2 separate regions of the Larimichthys crocea genome follow, and region 1 is linked to region 2. Evidence: chromatin contacts called from public Hi-C data. All regions are on one chromosome and are shown on one strand. Each heading gives the region's core, a stretch centred on a gene start, on an enhancer-like site or on the middle of the called end of the contact. The rest is flanking DNA. Distances are from core to core; before and after follow the strand shown. Region 1 holds the start of ssr3 (signal sequence receptor, gamma). Region 2 holds the start of ccnl1a (cyclin L1a).

Evidence for each region. A called contact is a pair of places that touch in the nucleus more often than the background predicts.
Region 1: a Hi-C map of muscle shows a contact between it and region 2, with 5 times the contacts expected there. The contact joins the promoter of ssr3 here to the promoter of ccnl1a in region 2. A contact is called at or near these places in 5 of 7 Hi-C or Micro-C datasets (all in muscle).

Annotation. Positions count from the first base shown.
Region 1 is chrVII:10,784,370-10,789,690 of L_crocea_2.0, reverse strand. It overlaps ssr3 (signal sequence receptor, gamma), which reads right to left and starts at 1,711. Exons shown (of 5, transcript XM_010737351.3): 1 at 1,455-1,711; 2 at 893-1,019; 3 at 595-693; 4 at 18-149. The coding sequence starts at 1,587.
Region 2 is chrVII:10,639,527-10,644,932 of L_crocea_2.0, reverse strand. It overlaps ccnl1a (cyclin L1a), which reads left to right and starts at 3,250. Exons shown (of 10, transcript XM_010737354.3): 1 at 3,250-3,582; 2 at 3,818-3,892; 3 at 4,973-5,082. The coding sequence starts at 3,343. It overlaps lekr1 (Leucine-, glutamate- and lysine-rich protein 1), which reads left to right. Exons shown (of 13, transcript XM_019278971.2): 13 at 2,057-2,669. The coding sequence ends at 2,059.

The sequences.
Region 1 (5,321 bases), core at 462-2,961, 150 kb before region 2:
TCTGATGTAAAGGATACACAGTGGGGTTGAAGTTCTTGAGCAGGAAGAAGGAGGCGACGATGACGAGGACCAGGAAGAGAGTGTTGTTGTAGAAGATGGAGAAGGTGGTGGCTTCGTAGTCAGCGACCTCGTTCTTCTTCCACAGGATCCTGGACAAACGGAGGAAAACACAATGTCAGTCACCTTTGTGGTCATGTAAAAAATAAAAGGACTGTACGGAGACTCTGCAGAGAAGCCACCACTTACACTGATTCAACATTTTTATTCTAGAAAAAGTCAAAAGATGACTGTCGAGTCTGTCAACTCAAAGCCTCTTAACTGGGACACTGCATCCAGATAGAAGGTGTAAAGGTAATATTTTGCTGGGGTGATCCTGGTTGGAGTTGATCGGTTAACTGAGTCAGCATCTGTCGTATCCTGTACTATGTGAAGTATCTTACTGACTGCTTTCACACACACCAGCACTACATCTATGCTTTCTGCACATTCATGTCTGACACACTGCACTGAAAACACCCTTAATTTGTCAAACCAAAAGTGTAAACACCCAGCATCCAACAGGCTACACTGAGGTAAAAGATACGCGTGTTTCACCTCTCGTCTTTCTCCTTGCGAGACATCTTGCGGTTGTCTGCCTCAGACAGCTTCCTGGTTACCTCCTTGGAAACAGCATCTTCACGTTTCTGGGCAACTCTGCAGGACGAAGAGAGATCGCAAACATGACGAGTCAGCGAAAGACGACAAACAGAAATTGACGAGATGAACCACTCATGTATTTGAAACAACAAATGAGCCATTACATTTATTTTACACGGTGCTATCAGCAGTGTGACGCGACGTATGTGCAGCCTTGATCCAACTAATGTACAGCGAAGAGAAACGCGGTTCTTACTTGTGTTTGAGAACAAACTTGACGTTCTTGTAGGCGAAGGCCACCAGGTAGGTGCTGACCAGGGTCATCACGGCGTACAGGACCGCAGACTGGACAAGGTCCATGTGCCAGATCCTCCAAAACAGCCCTGGGAAAAGATGAGAGTCAATCACTACTGATGATAACAGTGAACATGCAGTATGTTTACATTTACATTTAGCTGACGCCTTTAAACAAAGCTACTCTGGGGTTCAGTATGTTGCTCAAGGACACTGGATGAGTCGGGGATCGAACCACCGACCATCTGATTAGTGGACGACCTGAGCCACAGCTACACAGCCCTTATGTCGGTTATGTACATGTTGTAAACCAGGTTCATCCTGTGTTTTCTATGCTGCTACTCCCAGTTACAGATACTCTTTGTTACTATTAACCAAACCTGCACTTACAGTAACTTAGCCACACTTTATTTTTACTTTAGCACATCACATTACTGTGTTTTTATGTTTAAAAAGTGACAGACACACAGGTGAGTGAGTCTGAATGAATCAGTGTGAGCTAGCAGCAGCTAGCTGGTACTCACAGATGGGGATGGCGGACACGATGAGCGCGTTCCCGTAAAACAGCGCGGTGGACTTGGCCGAGAGGTTTCTGCTGAAGTCCTGGAGGAGGAGGTCTTCCTCCGACTGCTGCTTGTTGCTGCCTTTGGGAGCCATGTCTGCGGATTGACCGGCGTGTCTGCTGCTGTTGCTGCTGCTCAGCTCTGGACACAAGAAGACTGACACGTCGGTGTACGGAGAGAAGAGGGACGCGTCAGCACTAACCCGGACATACGCCGAGCGGCTTCTTCTTCTGTGGAGACGCTGCAGCTCACTGCTGCCCTCCCCCCGCAGGAGGACAAAGACACTGCAGCACAGTTTGGCTTCATTCACTGTAAAGGTCAGCTCACTGTTATATTTATATTATTATATTATTATATATGCCTATTTAACGTTTACCCTGATATAGTAGAGCTTTTCCACAGCAATCATTTTGCTGATCACAAGTGTTTCCAATGATACTGATTAAGGTTTAGGGCGCTGCACGCTTTTATTTTTATACTTTTATTTGTCATCCTCACAGGGGCGCCGCCAGGAATTCTGGGCCCCATGACAAAAAAATCCAATTGGGCCCCCTCCTCTCTGCGCAGCTGTTGTCACCACATCTCTAGGATCTAGTGATCCCATCAAAAGCTTTACATAACTCTAATTAAAGGCTTTTGCATCTTGTAGTTCAATACTAGTACTAGCACAATATTTACTGCTGGTGATTTGTACATGCATGCAAGTCTGCACACAGTCTGCAGTGCAGTTCACTATTCGATGCAAGATTAAAAACCACCATAAAAATGTGCTAAAGGGCATTTTTATTTAACGTTTTACTGGCCCAAAACACGTAAAAACAAAGAGATAATTCATTTCATTATTATATTGAAATATATATTAGATTAGATAGATTGGTGTTTACCTATTTTTTGGAGCCCCTGTCAGTCGTGGGCCCTTGGAATTGTCCCAACTTTTCCCCCCTATACGACGCCCCTGCGTCCTCACTGAAAACATTCTGAAGTGAAAACATGTTGTTTAATTTAAAGTCAAGTCAGTTTTAAGGGAGCGGGTGGTGCTAATCAGGGGCGCCACCAGGGATTTTGGACCCCATTAAAAGATATCACACTGGGTCCCACCATCACACACAGGCAACGCCAACCATGTGCAGTTTCTGTAACCACACCTCTACCTGTGAAGGCTTCAACTCTTTTATATAGTCCGATACTAACTGTACAATATATATCACTGTGTAGACATACAGGAAACATTCTGCATACAGATAAAGTGTTTGTTTGATTATAAATTAAATATTCCATTAAAATCCATAAATGATATGTTAATAAAAAATAAACTAATGTTCTAATATTTTTTCAGGGCCCCTGTCAGTCACAGGCCCTCAGAATCATCCTAACTTTTCACCCCCTAATGGTGCCCCTGGTGCTAATGACCAGTTGTCAGAAAAACCTATGAAAACTGTTAGCGTGTTGTAAAAGTCCCACATTTGACACTTTTCTGGTGTTTCATTTGAAGTTTTTTGATACACAGTAGAAGATATATTTGTGCCAAAATCTCAATATGGTTTTTACATCTGTTCACATTTCTCCAGCAAAGCTACAACAAGAGTGTTTTGTGTTATGTTGTATTTTTTTTGTTTTCTGAGTGGCACATGGCTTTGCAGTAGACTGCAGCCTACCTGGGCCGGTACAGGTGGCCTTGCAGAGGGCAGTGACTGTAGAGCTGTGACATCACAAACTTACCAACGGTAAGTTGGTTTAAAGGCACAATTTCTAAATACGGGTTGTGTGCATCGACCAAGTGTTTTGATACATACTATGTAATTATTTATATAGCACCTAGATCTACTTTAATTTAAAAAAAAGGAACACAATATGGGCCTCTAACATATAATCTGTTTTTATGTAATATGGGTGACACTGCCCTTTAAATGATTATTTTTCTATATTACGGTGGGTTAGTTGCCGCCTACTTCCCAACTTTATTTTTTTTGTTCCTTTTTTTACGATGTATTTTTGCCAACAGTTATGCCCCTATACACACTGTACAATGCGTCTACATACAAATGTGCTATAGATATTGTAACATAGGTTGTGATTGTGATATAAACTGATATTCAAGTGCAAGAACATCTTGGGGGTTCAACAAAAATACATGTAAAAAAAAGTAATAAAGAGACAAAGGGTGAGGAGTGATACAAATGCGGCTGCAATCAACATCAATTGGGCTGTTCCTCTTTTCTGTACTTTTCTTACTTCTTCACGAATGCCCAACCACATCCCATTACAGTCACATCAGCACATTTATTTTAACATGCTATACCAGTCTTTACTTTTACTTTGGTAAAATACTTTTTATGGTACTACTGTACAGGAATTTCCCTGCCTTCCTCAACCAGTTTCTCATTCACTGCTTTCCTCCTGGGTACCGATGTGAATATTTCATGTCATTGCAGCAGCTTATCGTGTAATGAAATGAAACACAGATGCTGATGTATGAAAAATCTAAAAATTGTTTTACGAAAGCTCCAGCAGCAGAGTTTGAAGTACTTGCAGGATTCACATTTTGCCCACTAGAGGTCAACATCTACATGTCTGTACACGTCGGGTTAGATATGCAGTTGACACACATTTCCCAAGGGACTGGCAAAGAGTGCAACAGCAGATCTGAAGGTTTTAAATCACAAGGATCACATACAATCAAGGAGAGTATGGTCATGGCCTCGTAGTGCTTATAGTGCCAAGTATTTATGTAGTGTTTCAGGATTTTTAAAGATCAGTTACATTGTGTAGAGAGGTGGATAGAGATTTGAGTTACTTATTGAGAAACTGAACTTTCAGCCCTACAGCAAAAAGTTTGGACTGACTAGAGCAACTTCTTAGAAGATAAAGAGATAAGATATGACTCCCAAGACAACAAATGAAATCTCAATCTTCATAAACAGGTGAGACTTCTCTACCCTAGAGGCCTAAGTCTTGGCCTGCTGCAGAACTCCTGCCTTCGAGTGCACGCACATATATCCTCATCTGACAAACATGCCCTAGTCCACGGTGTACATGAGTGTGATCCCACAGCTGCAGATGCATAACCCATTAGTAGAGCATGAGCATCCCTTCTATTCCTTATCTCATCCTTACCCTGTCACATGCCTGCCACTGGAGACATTTTAAGGCCAGGGAAAAACCAGACAGATAATACTCCTGCTGCTGCTGTCACCACAGTGCTTCCCCCCCCACGCTGAGCTGTTCTCTGTCTTTCCTTGAGTTTGCAAGAGCAAACAGCATGTGCGTGTGATTGAGTGCATGGGTTTGTGTGTGAGTGTTAGAATGCAATGCAGACAGGCAGGTTTGCATGATGTCCCCGTCTTAAAACGGGGATAGAGCTTAGGGATTAAGCGTGCACTTCAGGAGGGAGAAGGGAGGAGGTGATGCCAAAAGGCTTGCCAACATAATGCCAGGCTAGGCTGGTGATCTCTCTCTCTCTCTCTCTCGCTGTCTCTCTCTCTCTCCCTTCTGTGTAAGTGTGTGTGTTTGTGCCAGATTACTCTGGCTTTTGTGATACCACAGACATAACCACAGGGGCACACGCACACACTCTGGTACACACACTGGCACACAGTGGGCTCCTCTAGGGCAGCGTGCCTGGCAGTGGTGGTGTGTTTTAGCTCACTATGATCATACCCGAAGGAGTATTTATGACAGACCAGCTCTCATAGTGACAAATTACTTTTGAGTTATCTTCTCACGCGTGCCCACAGCTAAACTCTAGGTGCTCAGCATGTCTTGAATCTGCATGTCACACCATTGTGTAAATGGTGTGTGTCTGTGGTAATGATACTGTGTAAAAAATAG
Region 2 (5,406 bases), core at 2,001-4,500:
GTACAAGAGGGAACTGGCCTGAACAGATACATCTCCATGAAACACTTTTTATATATAAATATTTGCGTAACAGGACAGCATAGCAAATTTTAACACCCTTGCCAAATGCCCACATGCACAAACAATCATACGTGTGCACACACATGCCATGCATACACATTTTGAGTGTGATCTCCTTCACAGTAATTATCATAGCAGGGCAGGCATGCACACGTGTCCCTGGGGAATCTGTGCAAGTTCCCCGTAAACACACGCTCCTGGGTTTGGCGTGTGTGTATAACTAAGCCCTTGTTCGTCACTGGGCGTCCCTGAACGCCTCTCTCCTGCGTCGTTATGGTCGTTCCGGAATTCTGTCGTCCCGTGAGCCCTCCCACACCCTATAATTAGTGTCACCCAGGCAACCGGAGAAAGAATGCTCAGTATTCTTGTCGTCGTGGTAACTGCGTAAGTGCGAGGGCCGGAGGTGCTGGTTGTAGGTGTTGGTTAATGACGGGGACAATGAGACCTCAGTCTGCCACCTCTTGTGGTGTATTAGTAAAACTGAGGAGGTAAATCTGTGTGTGTAGGTCTGTGTAGGGGTGTGTGTGTGTGTGTGTGTGTGTAGGTGTGTGTAGGTGTGTTTGCGTGTGTGTGTACACCACACAGAGTCTCAAACATGTTAGGCTTTGTTTACATTATTACAGTTGGACACTCACATGCAAATATACAGTATATAACCTCAGGAAATAATTGCAGGATTAAACTGTTAGTGGGACAGGGGGCAATGATTTGCCCTTGGGCTCCTACTGAACCCCCCATTTCCTCCCTCTGTGAGTCGTGTATGTACCCCGCTGTCCACATGTACGCTGCAGACAGCAGACTAAACGTGGAAACTTCACTGTATTTACCTGCAGACCTGGAAAAAACCCTTAGCTCTTGTTGCTGGAAAACTACATTTGGTTTGTGGTAATTTGACTAAAAAAGGAATTTTGTTTAGGAATATACACAATGTGAGCATGATGTAAACCAGTTTAATGGGTCAGAAGATACATCTGATGGGTTACTTGATGGAAAAGGTTTAAAAAAACATTGTTTTTAATTCATCTTCATGCTTTTGGTGAAATTATATATATACTGTATATATTATATAAATTTCAGTTAAACAATCTGACACATTTAGAGAGGAAAACCAGCCCTTGGTGGACAAACTGTGATGAAAGGTTGCAAGTAGACACTGCATCTTATTCAGATGCAGTATTTATAGATATATAGTAAATTAATTAATAAGTCTTAGAATATGATTTTGACCTGGGCCCCTTCTACAGAACAGGCAGACAGGGCCTCAAAATTATGCAATAATGCAGGATCTGCCACAGATTATAATTTATTTGAGTAGTGGAAACTCACAGAAACACACAAGCAGAACAACACACACACACACACACACACACACACACACACACACACACACACACACACACACACACACATATATACTTGCAGCAGTACAGGCCCATAAGCCAATAAGTTGGCAGTAAAGGCAGTATATTTAAACATTGCAGTCAACTGCACTGCAGCATCAGGTTGTTGGATATGGTACAATGTCAGGTCCTCTAAGAATAAACTCTATAACCTCAGGGAGCCCAGGGCTTCACTTGGTGCACCCAATTTTTAGAAACCTTAACCTGCGTGTCTCTAGTTCTCTCTGCTGTCCATTTGTAGTTACTACAAGGCTTCAGGCTATAAAATCACAGGAGCTGTGCCAGCGAGTGAACACAATGTTCCTTTTCCTAACTATTCATATGGAGCTGCACCTTCTTTAACACAATAAATGCCAGTTTCAAATTAAGTTCTGAATTTGTCTGACACATTCATTCCTGTTCTTACCTGAGTGCTATAAATGTATATAAACAATTAAATACAAATGTATTATTGTAAGGTTTCTGTATCGGTACAGTCTGTGTAAATTAGTCACACAAACACTGATTTCTTAATCAAATTGATTAAATTGCTGTATTTCTTTTTTTTTTCTTTTTCTTTTTTTTTTTAAATTAATTGGCGGATGGATATGTTCCAGTGATGTTGGTGAGAAGTCCGGACTTTCCCGTAAACTACGTCACAGGAACCGTTGGTGGTGAGTCGCTTCCCTGTGCTGCCTTCGGGCGATGTCGGAAATACAACGATGACTCAGACCGCCGTGTTGCGAAACCTGGTGCGACGTGCAGTGCTATAATTAATGGTAAAACCGAGCCTTGTATAATAACTAATCCACATTTCCCAGATGGCTGCAAGATCGGATTGTCTGTAATGTTTGACAATAATAAGTTGATCAAGAACTAATGTTTTAGGGCGTATTTGTCATTTTTTAAATACTTTTAAAGTTAGAAAACTGGGCTTTACGTGTGGCTCTTGAAGGAAGCATGACACGATTTTCCATTTAAATAAAAAGGAAAACAAATAAATATCACGCCAATTGTTCTGTGTATTAACTATTTATTTGTTTAATACGTAATTTTATTTAGAGTCTACAGTTTAAATCTGGTGACAGTTTAGATGAAGGAGTAAAAAATAAGAAAGGGTAAATGAGTGACCAATTAATAAAGAAATGTGAATTTTAATATATATTAAATTTCTGTACCGTTTGTGAACACTGTGGGGTCCCTGAGCAGCTCCTTCAGCAGCAGACTGTTACACCACCACCTCATCCCTGCTGCTGTCACACTTTACAACACCTGCACCACCTGATCATGTTGTAGTCTCCTGTTCATGTCTCATTGCATTTTTTTTTTCTATTTTATTTCCTTGCAGTTACTATTTATATCATGGTCACTTACTCTTGTAATATTATTTATGTTATGGTCACTACTCTTGCAATAATATTATTATTTATATCATGGTCAGTTTCTTTGCTATATTTTCTTACACTATGGTCACTTTACATTACAATACTCTTTTTATATATCATGCCACTTTTATCCTCAGTATTTGTCTGTTTTTCGTGTTTATTGTGTATGTTATAGACATTTCTGTATGTTTAATGTGTTTTTTGTTGTTGTTGTTTTTTGCCTTTTCTACTTTTTTTTCTAATTCTGTAGTGTACTTTCCTCTGCTGCTGTAACAAATACATTTCCCCGTGGTGGGATAAATAAAGCATATCTAATCTAATCTAATCTAATCTAATCTAATCTAATGTAGTTTTTGGTCAGTCAACACTGCGAAACTATTTGCCGCCGCGGATGTGCACAGACGTTTGCGTGTCGACAGGATGGTGACGTCACGCACTTTGTCAGTCACCGCCGTCGTTCCGTCGAGGCTGCCCGAGCTCTAACTGTTAACTGCTGTGTGTGTTTTTCTCGGGTGAAGATGGCCGCAGGTCCTCTGTCTGTATCCTCTAACGCGTCCACAAACAACGATGGCATTCTCATCGGTGACAAAGTTTACTCGGAAGTGTACCTCACGATCGATAACTCGCTCATACCGGAGGAAAGGCTATCTCCGACGCCGTCGATGCTCGACGGCCTCGACCTGAACACGGAGACCGACCTTCGCATCCTTGGATGTGAGCTGATCCAATCGGCGGGCATTCTGCTCCGGTTACCTCAAGTAAGTCAAGCAACAACATATAATAAATGTTTTAAATTCACAACGAGCAAAAGCTGCTATGTTTTTTTTTTTTAAACCACAACACCGCACCGCCTGGCTGTTAGCCGCGTGCTAATGTTAGCTCTTTGACGTTGGCGTGGTGGAGTTAAAATGGCGGCCGGTCCATTGTGCAAGGTTAGGCCAGCTCAGACGAGACGAGAGAACAAACTGCAAACCGCTGTGTTTGTCTCCACAGGTGGCGATGGCGACGGGACAGGTGCTGTTTCATCGGTTTTTCTACTCCAAGTCCTTCGTCAAACACAGCTTCGAGGTAAGTCGGAGCCGGTTTCTGGGTCATTGTCAGGCCGCTGAGTGTTAGCATAGCTTAGCCTAACGTAGTGGGTACGTTGACGGCAGCCATGTTGTCGATACGGCTCAGTCTGAAGTGTTGTGGAGACAAAGCGCGGAGCACAGACAGCACTGTGTCTGAGTCCACGGATAAAACGAGTCAACACATCACACACACGTGTTTATAACACAGCATGTCAGGCTGTAACTCATCAATACTTATGATTAATCCTTATAAATCAGTCTATTAATAACATTAATATGTAGCCTTAGTCTTAAAAGTGTTGGTCTATGGCAAGAATGAGAATCTATTTATGTTACATTACGCATATATTTATCTTGTGATTTGCCAGCAGGGTGCAGAAACCATGTATAAAATTAACATTGCTATAAAGGGTCTTTAATGCCATCACTATCTCAAAGTCCACGCCAGATCACACATGAGTATTTATAACATAGCGTGTCTGTCTTTTATATCGGGCTGTAACTTATCAATAATAGTAATACATTTGATTTAAAAGTGCTTTTCAAAGTACTCAAAGACGCTTTACATAAGAACATCGAGTCATCAAAACAATACGAGAGAGTTCACTAGAAACACAACAGACTGAGCTGAGGCGATTTTAAAAAAGGTGTGTTTTTGTTAGAGAATTGAAGGTGCGGAAGTCAGGACAGTCGCGGATGTGTTATTAGTACTAATGATTCATCTTTATTACGTCAGTCTATTCATAACATTATTGTACAGCCTTAATCTGGTGTCTAGTTTATCAACTTAAAAGTGTTGGTCTCTAGCAAGAATGTGGCTGAAATCTGAGGTTACATTACACATTTATCTTGTGAGTTGTCAACAGGTGCAGGTGCAGAAACCATGTATAAAATTACTTAATTCTCACACAGTGGCCTCATTTTTCTAGAGATATAGGACTCTTGGCTGTTTGTCCTCTTGTTGTATATTTTTTTAATACTGTCATATGTGGGCACCGTGTCTCTGGTCTCCAGTTATTGAACTCTTTCTTCCCACTTTTTTTCTTTCTTTCTTTTGCTTCATCCACCTTCTCTCCAGATTGTTGCCATGGCTTGTATCAACTTGGCCTCCAAGATCGAAGAAGCGCCGCGACGAATACGAGACGTCATCAACGTTTTCCACCACCTGAGGCAGATCAGAGGCAAAAAGTAAGCACTGACATTGAACTCTGTCCTCCCTTTTTTTAATGCAAATAATGTTTTTGTTTTTTTTGTCACATGCAACATGTTGCATTGCTTTTTGGTTTTGTTCAATATGATGTCGATGTGTTTTTTTGCTGTGAAAGTGCTCTTCTGTTTATCCATGTACTCTAAACCATTTTAAAACTTTTCAGTTTCCGCTTCACTGGTAGTTTCAGAAGTGTAATTGTCTACGTAAAACATCTGAGTTTGACGTTACACTGAAAATTAGATCTCAACAAACTCACTTTAAGATTTGGAGTGCATATTAAAAAAGTGTAAGGCAAGGCACAA